Linked DNA regions of Rattus norvegicus: region 1 is linked to region 2. A link is a contact called in public Hi-C data. All regions are on one chromosome and are shown on one strand. Each heading gives the region's core, a stretch centred on a gene start, on an enhancer-like site or on the middle of the called end of the contact. The rest is flanking DNA. Distances are from core to core; before and after follow the strand shown. Region 1 overlaps Ninj2 (ninjurin 2). Region 2 overlaps Erc1 (ELKS/RAB6-interacting/CAST family member 1).

Region 1 (5,090 bases), core at 2,528-5,027, 400 kb before region 2:
ATGCTTGCCTTGCCAGCAACTGTTGAGTAGCCCGTGCCAATCTGGTCTTGAACTGGTTGAGCTAGTCCATCAGCAGGCAGCCTGCTGGACAAGAAGAGGCCATAAGAGACTCAGAGTTAGAGTCCCTGGTAGGTAGATAGGAAGAGAGGGCCATACCAGGGACTCTGTCTCACTGTAGTCTTCCACTAGCATTCTCCAGAGGTAGAGACAGGAAGATCCAGTCAAGTTTGAGGAGATGCAAGTGTGAAGACGTGAGATTGTCCTGCTCACATGACAGCCAGACACAGGGGAGCAGAGACAGGTGGGTTCTGGAGTCTGCAGCTAATCTAGTCAGTCTGGGAACTCCCGGGTTTAAGTGAGAGACTGTCTCAAAGTGAAGAGTGATTGTGGAAAACACCCAGCTTTGAACCCTGACTTCCACAAGGATGCACATCCCTTCATCCACACAATTTTAATAAAGCTATACAAATATGTTTTACTTGAACATTTGGGTGGCCCTGAGTGAAAATAGAACATTTATCCCTTCCCTGAGCTATGTGAGAACAGAGAGTGGCATTGTTTGAAGTCGTGGCCTAGGGGTTAAAATAGCACCCTACTTGAAGCTGTTAGAAGTCCTGAGGTGAGGGAGGGCCTCTCAGAACCCCTGAGCTAACCACCACCTTGGATTGCTGGCTTCTGTTTTCAGGGAATGAGGAGGAAGACTTTGTTTCTTCCCCACAGTAGGCTCCTCTCTCCCTTCCTGTGCTGTGATCTTCTAGTGACAAGATTAGCTTTGTAGCTATGGCTGACAACATTGTATCAATAACTAAAACCGCTAGAAGCCTACTGGGGAAGGACCGGGGAAACTCCAAGGCTGTGAGGCTGTCCCCAGAGCTGTTTCAAAGCTAAGTCCTTGACAAACGAGAGGATGTCAAACTGTAAAGCACCGTGAAATTGATGTTTACAGAACGATAAAGTCGATTTGAGCCCCCAGAACTAAAAAATGAACATGAAAAACAAACTCCAGAGGTGGGGGTATGCTTACAGCTGTTAAGAGCACTTGCTGCTCTGGCAGAAGACACAGGTTTGGTACACAGCCTACACAGCTGGCTCACAGTCACCTCTCACTTCAGATCCAGGGGATCTAGTACTCTCCCCCAGACTCCCTGGGAACCTTTAGCACATGGCACACTTTTTTTTTTTTTTTTAAGATTTACTTATTTACTTAATGTATATGAGTACACTGTCGCTGTCTTCAGACGCACCAGAAGAGGGCATCAGATCCCATTACAGATGGTTGGGAGCCACCATGTGGTTGTTGGGAATTGAACTCAGGACCTCTGGGAGAGCAGTCAAGTGCTCTTAACCACTGAGCCATCTCTCTAGCCAAGCACATGGCACACATATACTTACACGCAGACAGACAGACCACACAGTCACATTATATATAAAACACATGTGTGTGTTATATGTGTGTTATTTATTTATTTATTTATTTAGACAGGGTGTACAGCCTCCACTAATTTGGAACTAGCTACATAGGCCTCAAACTCACAGAAATCAGCCTGCTTCTGCCTCTGGGGTGCTGAGATTGAAGGCATGGGCCACCATGTTCTGCTAATCTTAAAAGTAAGCAAACAAACAAACCCCAACGTCCTAGAGAGAAAAGAAAAAGTTCAAAGTCCCCACTCTGCTATGTAAGTTTGAGACCACTCTGGACTTATACATCCTGCCTCCTCATGAATCAGACTAGGGTTCAGAGCCTAGAGAATGATGGGAAAGAGAGCTATAGACCTAGAAGGTGTTCCTGTCTTTCTCTGAGCTTTTCCCCCTCACTAGATTTTTCTAGGGCCTGTCTTGCAGCTTGTGCTGAGGCCAAGGAGGTGGTGACAGAGTGTGTGTGTGTGTGTGAGTGTGTGTGTGTGTGTGTGTGTGTGTGTGTGTGTGTGTGTGTGTGTCTGTGCCTGTTGGACCTTGGAAGTCACACCACTTAACCCACAGACTTTAGAAATGACTTCCAAGTAAGTGTCTGTGAGGTCAGATTAGTTAAAAACCAAGGCTCTCCCAGCTAACCCCACAAAGGCCAATAGTTACATGGGACACAAGGACTCATTTGACAAAGGACTGCTCTGAGTCACTCTAAGAACACCAATGATAACATTTTCCTATGGGCTGCCCCTCCCACCCCCAACACACCAGGCCGCCCACCCTCTGTGAGCTGTTTTCCATCCCCTCTCAAGCCCCTCACCATCCTTCAGGACCTTGCTTCTCCTTCCAGAAGCAGCTGAGACTGGTCCACCTCTAAAAACTTTCAGGGGAGCAGTGAGCCTTAATTCAAACCTCTGGCCAGGTGTTTAACATTGACTGTCGGTGGGCCTAGGAAGATTAACGAGTACTGGAAGGGGTGAGAAGCTGGGAAACAGATCCTTCCAAATAGATATTAAAAAAAAGTGTTGGGGTTGGGGATTTAGCTCAGTGGTAGAGCGCTTGCCTAGCAAGCGCAAGGCCCTGGGTTCGGTCCCCAGCTCCGAAAAAAAGAAAAGAAAAAAAAGTGTTATAATCTCAATTTTAGTCTCTCTCATGTTTGCCTATGTGTGTATCTGTGTGTGTGTGTGTGTGTGTGTGTGTGTGTGTGTGTGTGTGTGTGTTACCAGGCTTTCACACATGCACACCATGCATTCTGCCACTGGGCTCCACCTCCAGCCTCTCTACCTTTTCTTGCTGTTGCTTTAAGAGCCCGTTTTACAGAGGATGTGGGTTTAGAAGGTGTAGGCCTCTCTGAACTCAGGTCTTGCTTTCATTTTGCGCTTAGCTGAGCTTCTCTCCTGAAGGCCAGTTTTCCTGCGTCCACAGGGTGGCGTATGAGGTTCAAAGAAGCTGCTTGGATACTCAGTGATATTTCAGCCCCTAGGAAGTGCCCCACCACCACATGGCAGGACAGAATTGTGGAACCTGAAGACCTGAGTCTGAGCACACAGGTGGATGGCCTAGAACCTGCCAGACACAACTGTTAAGGGACAGCTAAAGAAAGCAGTGCTAGCTGAACCTGGTGGTATTGCCAGAAATATCAACGTACGGGAGACTGAGACAGGAGAATTTTGAATTTAAGGCCATTCTTGGCCACACAGAATGATACCAAAACAAAGCAAAGAAACAGGAAGCTGGGTCAGAGAGGGATGACGAAGGGATCTCCAGGCCGGGAAGGCTATAGACCTGCAACGTGGGAGGAAGGTGTCTCAGTGGGAGGTGCTGTGAGACTCTGGAGGAAATTGCTTTGAAGAGGGTCCCCTCTTTGGATCTTTGCAAGTGAGAAAAAGATTCCCTACCCCCTACCATCTCTATCTCCCAAACTCTCCACCCCCAAGACCTGCTGGGCCTGAGGATGGAATCAGCTGTTCTCCTAAACCCATGCTTCTCAACCTTCCCAATGCCTTGACCCTTTAACACAAGTTGTTCATATCGTGATGATCCCCAACCATAAAGTAATTTTCAGTGCTACTTATGGCTGCCATTTTTGCTATTGTTGTGAATCATAATGTAGATATCTATGTTTTCCAATAGAGGGGTCTCAACTCTCAGATTGAGAACCACGTACTGCCCTAAAGTCTGCCCTATAGCATCCTTCTCCCTAGCCACAAGCCTACTAGAAACTCCACCCATCAGGGATCTGGCTAAGTGAGGGACATGGGATGGCGGCAGGGTGGTGCCTTGGAAGATCTGGCCCTTTAAGGCCAGAGCCCTGGCGGGTCAGAACAAAGGCCCGGGAATGTGGGCTGGATCAGGGAGCAGAGCCATTTAGCATGAGTCATTCCTGTTTCAGGGAGTCAGAATCCTACTTGCCTTGGCCTTTCCCATGGGCCAAGGGACAGCATCCAGGGCCTGTCTACAAAGCTTGTACCAGGTAGCTGGAAGCTCCTAGCCAGCTCAAATCCCTCTAGGGAGGAGGTTCATGAGCTTGGGCTCCTGGCTTTGGGGCTCAGTTCTACCCAGAATGTGGGTGCTCAGTTCTATATCTATACAACAGGAGGAAAACTCAGGCCTCTGGAGGAGTTGAGCTGTGGGGAGGCAGAGTGAGTCTTCTTCCCTAGAAGTAAAAGCAGAATCCAAGATTGTGAGATCTATCTCACAATGGTCATCTCTCAGAGTCTTACTCAGGGCCTACTCTCCTTCGTTCTATACACTCACTCAATAACAGAGGGACACTGAGTCCAAGGCTGGGGTCCAGGAATCCTGCCAGTCAGGGATGCCTAGGAACCTGAAGGCAGCTGTAGTTGGTGTGAGCTGAGGGGGGTGATGCCAAGGGAATAGGGGGTAATGCCAGAAGTCCATTCTGGGGCCCAGAGTGCCTCCAGGACTAAAGCATGTACGTTTTATGATTGGGGTGCTTAGGTAGGGGTCGACCCCTACCTAATCAAAGACCCAATTCCCTCCTCTTGCCTCACCTCCCCCATTCCAATTTACAATTCCTTTAGCCCCCTTGCCAGGCCCCACCCAACCCCAAGACTGGGGATTCCATCCCTTCAAGTTAGCTCTTTAATTTAGTCCATCTTTGTTGTCTGTAATTTCACTTCTTTACACAATTCAAGTGAACAGGAAGGGACTGACTGGCTCTTTCAACAGAAAAGTAAACACATTGTCACGTTGTCTATTGACATTCTGGTTATCAGGGACCGTGATGTCCACCAGCTCATTCTGCTTTTTCTTAGAAATGAGATTACAGGGATGCTGTCTCATGGTGTGAGTGTGTGTGTGTGTGTGTGTGTGTGTGTGTGTGTGTGTCGTGGAAGTTGGATAAAATTGTTCTATCAAGAGGCTCCAAAAGACCCAGAGCCCAGCTGAAGGTGGAGACCTGGTCCCTTGCCTGATCTGTCAAGCTGGTGTGTAAGCAGGCCAGCTCTCCCTACCCTGTCCATGTCTGTGCAAGTTCGGAGCTGAGTTCTTTTTAGCAGAGACATCTAAGAATGAGGAGTCGCCCTCCTCTGGGTGGAGCATCTCAGGCTTGAGAATATCCGCTGAGAGGAATTAAGGCCAGGCAGCTGTGGGGCCAGGCCAGGCTAGAGACAGTGAATCACTTTGCCCCATGCAGCCCCAGGCACTGGTGACCTTTGGAT
Region 2 (5,327 bases), core at 2,725-5,224:
CATTGTCTAATCAGTATGTCAGAAGTATGTATTGAGTAACTGACATGAATGCCAGCTAGCTTGCTTGATGTTTTGAGGTGTTAAAAAAAAAAAAGGGAAGCAGGGAGAAAGAGAACAGATATGCACTGTGCACGTAAAGAGTTTAGAATAACATTGACATGGAGTAAGCATATTGTGTGGTTTATAGATAAGAGTTTTTGGAGTAGTCAAATTCTAGAGTATTTTGTTCTGGGTACTTCAGTGGTGGAGCTTCCTATAAGACAAAGCTATTTCCTTATATAGGTACAACTTTTCATATAAATAAAATATTTAGTGTTAAAAATATCCTTGAATTTCATGTTTTATATATAAGTGTATAAAATTGGTATATCTGAAAAGTATCCATAGTATTGGTATTTACAGATTACTGAAATAGGAATATGTTCATTATACATTAGAGGGAGCATGTAATATGTGTGTGTGTGTGTGTGTGTGTGTGTGTGTGTGTGTGTGTGTGTGTGTGTGTATACACCTTGGAAGTGGTATAGCTTAATTATAGCGTCATTTTAAAGCACACACTGTGGATCCAGTAAGCTTAGAGCTACTGACCCAAGGAATGGAGAGAAATCTCTAATCTGTACATTGAAGATAATGCTTGGTCATGAAGAGGATATGGGAATTAAATAAATTAAGGTTCATGGAACATTTAGAATCAGGGATTATGTGTAGCAAGTACTAGTTCTTTGTTTTTGGCTTTTCACTGTGGTCTTTCTTGTAAATTTAATATTGATTCAGAAACCCAGAAAGATCTATTTGAGTGTGTTTTCTCAGTGTAGGATTATTGATTAAAATTTTCTTGTTAATACTTTTTATCATGTAATGAATGTGAATTTGTCATATAATAAAAACATAATGAAGACTAAGATTAAATCTGTACATTTATATGTCATTAAAAGATAAAATACAGGATTATTCACTTGGAATTCAAAAAATATTTGAATGCTATTGAGTGAGCTAAAATACTTCTGTTTAGAATTGTAAACATGATGGGTGGGAGTAACTTTATGGAATCTCTTTCATATTCTTTTACAGTACCCCTACAAATCATGTAGTATAAATATTAAATTTACATTTATTGGCTGTTTGTTCTGTTTAAAAGTAATTGTTTTTTTGTGGAAACTTTTAATCATTAAGAAAGTTTTAAGTTTCCTGCTCTTGTGTAATACTTGTTATATGTCTATCTTAGGATTTCGTTTCAGTCTGGAACTAGATAGAAGGTAGAACAAATCTATTCCTCTTTCCAGAATAATAGAGTGTTTATGAAATAGATATTTAGTTGCCCAAAAAGTTGCTGGTGGGACTGGACCACTTGGCTTCAGGCTAGCTTCTGCAGTACTAATGAGAAATGTACCCCTGTGAACTCAGAGTGGTTGGGGTTCCTGCAGCCCGATCCCTCGCAGCATATGTCCTGGCTAGTGAAGACCTCTTTCTTCCTGTCACCCGGGTCCATGCTAGTCTTCCATGCTCTTGTTTAACTGGTGGTCTGGATCACCTCCTGTGCTATTGCCACTAGGCTATGTAGGAATTTGTGAGTTTTCACTTACATTGGGAAAGAACGAGTCATAGTGGATGTATTGTTTTTGATTTATGTGTCTGAATATTTTTGCATGTGCTTGCGTATATATACTATGTGCATGCCTAGTGCCTGTGGAAGTCAGCAAAGGGTGTCAGATCTCCTGGAACTGTAGTAAGGGATGGTTGTGAGCCCCCATGTGGTTCTAGAAACTAGACCTATGTCCTCTGCAAGAGCAGCATGCGCTTTAACTGCCGAGCCGTCCATTTCTTCAGTCCCTGATCTTAAGTTTAAGTTCAATGTCAGCGATGTAGTGAGTTGGAGGTCAACCTGGAATACTTGAGACCCTGAAAAATTAGGACAACGCAAATAGCAAATATTGCAACTTTTTTTATTGGATTTTTATTTTATCTATTTACATTTCAAATGTTATCCCTTTTCCTGGTTTCCTGTCCAGAGCCCCCCTATCCCATCCCTCCCTCCTTTCCCTTCTTCTATGAGGGTGTTCCCCCACCCATCTACCCATCCCTTCCTGTCTCCAACCTTAATGTATTGGAACTTGGATATTTTGTTTGTTTCTGAGACAGAATCTTACCATGTAGTTCTGCTTGGCTTAGAATTCACAGTGATCTTCCTGTCTCTGTCTATTGAGGCTGGAACTGAAGCTTCTAGATGGTATTGTTTACTTGAAAGGCTCTGTAATCACACTTTTAAAAAACAGTTATATAAAATAATTAAAATGTGGCCAGATGGTGGCACATGCTTTTAATCTCAGCACTTTGGAGGCAGGCGGATCTCTGAGTTCAAGATCAGTCTACAGAGTGAGTCCACAGCAGCCAAGGCTACACAGAGAAACTCTGGAAATGACAGCAGCAACAACAATAAAAACAAACAAAAGCTTATTTAAAATAAAAGTTGAGCTTTTTTTTTTTTTTTTAACTTGGAAGAGAAGCTCTTGGGATGTATACTTTAATTGGGGTATAAACTAAGTGCTTTTGATTATAACCCAGATAAAAATCAAAGCTTGCTTTGTGATATTAACTAATGCCTGCTGCTCTTTATGGGAGGTGTACTGCATTATTTTAAGTTTTACTCTGCTTTACTGAAAAAAGGTGACTCAACTCCTAAATTGTTTTTGCAGCACATTTTATAATAGGTGAGCTTAAAAGTCAGTAATTTATAATATAGGTGTTTTTTCAATTACATAGTAGCTATCAGTGTCTATAAAATTTTACTTTTGGAAAGCTAGGAATATGGGAGGTGATACTCTCAATATATATAATTTTATAACCGGACAGTAATAAAAAACCATTGCCGTAGAAGATTGGTTAGACAGTCCCAGGTCATTGTGGCTACTCCTGCAGGTACTGAAAACACTTAGGAAACATTGAGTGGAAGCGTCTTTTGCTGAACTGAGACAGCACTGAGGAATGTGTCCTGAGACAGGAAGAGGAGTGGTCGTCCTGGAAGCAGTATGCAGTGTTATTTTCTTAGGTGAGGAGGAGAGTTTTCTTGATACCTGTTTCCTCTTTTGTTTGTATTGTTTTGAGGTAGGGTTTCTCTGTATAGCCCTGGCTCCTGAAACTCTATATGTAGTCTAGGCTAGCTCCGAACTTGGAAAGATCTCCCTTCCTCTCCCTTCCTAGAGCGGCGATCACAGCTATGAAGCCATGCTTTGTGCCGCTGTTGTTGTTTGTAACGGAGCAGCCAAGCAGTGGCTTCTTCACTTTCTGAGGTGGTTATTCTACCTTTGCTTTCTGTAGATCTTTTGTCTGGAAAAATTGCTCAGGAGTCCACAGAATTCTGCTTTAGTGACAGTTTTCTCTTTACCATAGCTATGCATGAACTAATGTTATTACAGAAACAAATTTGAGAGTAAAAACAATTGTTTCTTTTGGAGTTTGTCTCTTTTGTTGTATTTTCATCTTAGTCACTGGTTCTTAGAGTAATTGCCATAGCTGGTATGTCAGTTTGACATTTTGATTTCAAAGATCCTATTATAATCTTGCTGTAAATGTCAAACAGTTCCTCAGTGATAGACAGAAGCTCCCTCTGATGCTTGGTTAGAACGGAAGATGGTTTTAGAGTCCTAGTTATTTTGTCCATGTGTAGAGCTTAACATTTACATTGCCGAATGGAGCTTTTATTTATTGATTTCAGGTTATTGGCTAAGTTTTGCCCTGTGCTGACTTTGAATTTGATTATATCCTTGAGATAGAACAGGAAAGCAAATTTTAAAGCAGGATGATTTTACATGCAAGAGCAACCAACACTATTACTTAATGGCTTGTACATGCTCCATATTAGCATATGTCTCAGTGGTCAGCAACTTTCTTAGTGTTCTAGTGGAACTTAACATAGTAGGCTCACAGCTTGGGAAGGCAAAGCCAAAATGAGCAGTCAACGCATAACAGAGTGGAGAAAGATTTATTACCTGCAGCGGGCCAGTGGGACTGGGGAGTTATTTTCAGAGAAGTGCCGTCCTGCAGCAAAGGAAGCACATGATTTTATTCTAGATTGTAAATATTCATATGGGTGCTGGCTCCTACATATGTTCAGTTAGGGGTTCATCCCTGAGCATGTTCAGTGCAAGGTCACGCAGCACGTGTTTATAAGACTAAAGTGGTAGACAAGAGTGCTCTCAACTTGTTCTCCAAAGTTTTAGCTGAAAACAGCTCAAAGTCCAGTTCGAGGGTGTGTCGATACAAGAGTTTGCTTCTGACAGGGTCTGCCTTGCTTACTGGCCAGCACTAGTGACAGGAAACACATTTGGCTTATGGAATGTTCACTTAGTTGTAACGGATGTGTCTTGACCAGAGAGCAGCTTGATTACTGAGGAATTGATTTTGAAGTCTTCAGAAGGGTGTGTCCTTCAAGATCACTGAGAAGGATATTGATCTCTGCTTGTTAGAGGAACACTGTATCTAGCTTTCTTTGTTTTATAAGCACAATTGTGTCAGGAAGCAGCCCTTGTATTTAGCAGTGTTTTTCCATTTACGGAGTCAGGGTTGGGGATTTAGCTCAGTGGTAGAGCGCTCGCCTAGCAACCGCAAGGCCCTGGGTTCGGTCCCCAGCTCCGAAAAAAAGAAAAAAAAAAAAAAAGAAATCCATTTACGGAGTCGATAATACAGTAACGAATAGAACATTTCTCCTTCTTGTAAAGTAATATATACATAGAATATAGAAATGTCTAACTCTAATATTCTCTGATGCAGATGTGTGTATATGTGTATGAGATCATGAGTGTGCACACACACAGTACACAGTGTACACACACGTGCACACACATAGTACACACACAGTGTACACACATAGTACACACACAGTGTACACACATAGTACACACACATAGTACACACACAGTGTACACACACAGTACACACAGTGTACACACACAGTATACACACAGTGTACACACACAGTACACACACAGTACACACACACAGTGTACACACAGTGTACACACACAGTACACACACACACACACACATACACACACACACACACACGCACACATTCTGTAATGCAGGGATCCAGCAGGGCATTAGGTATGCTAAGCAGGTGCTCTGCCTCTGAGTTGCCTTCTCACGCAGCACATCCTTTTATATTAATAAAATAAAACAAAACAAGAATAGCAGGGAGTTGGTGAGATTGTTTTATCAGTTAAAAATGTATTGCTTTTGCAAGGGACCTGAGTTGAGTTCCCAGTACCCAGGTTAGTGGCTAATAGCCCTCTGTAACTCTAGCTCCAGGGGAGCCAATGCTTCAGGCTTCT

What was found. A called contact is a pair of places that touch in the nucleus more often than the background predicts.
Region 1: a Hi-C map of psoas muscle shows a contact between it and region 2, with 3 times the contacts expected there. The contact joins two enhancer-like sites. A contact is called at or near these places in 5 of 12 Hi-C or Micro-C datasets (the A7r5 cell line, the Rat2 cell line, Schwann cells and 2 more).

The regions. Positions count from the first base shown.
Region 1 is chr4:155,070,493-155,075,582 of GRCr8, reverse strand. All of the region lies in intron 1 of Ninj2 (ninjurin 2), which reads right to left. Among named protein-coding and RNA genes, the nearest start is that of Trnaa-agc80, 68 kb to the left of the region's middle. Within about 2 kb of position 3,777, at least 40 of the 93 cell types and tissues checked have an H3K27ac peak or open chromatin away from gene starts, as enhancers often do.
Region 2 is chr4:154,671,823-154,677,149 of GRCr8, reverse strand. All of the region lies in intron 2 of Erc1 (ELKS/RAB6-interacting/CAST family member 1), which reads left to right. Among named protein-coding and RNA genes, the nearest start is that of Erc1, 54 kb to the left of the region's middle. Within about 2 kb of position 3,974, at least 1 of the 93 cell types and tissues checked has an H3K27ac peak or open chromatin away from gene starts, as enhancers often do.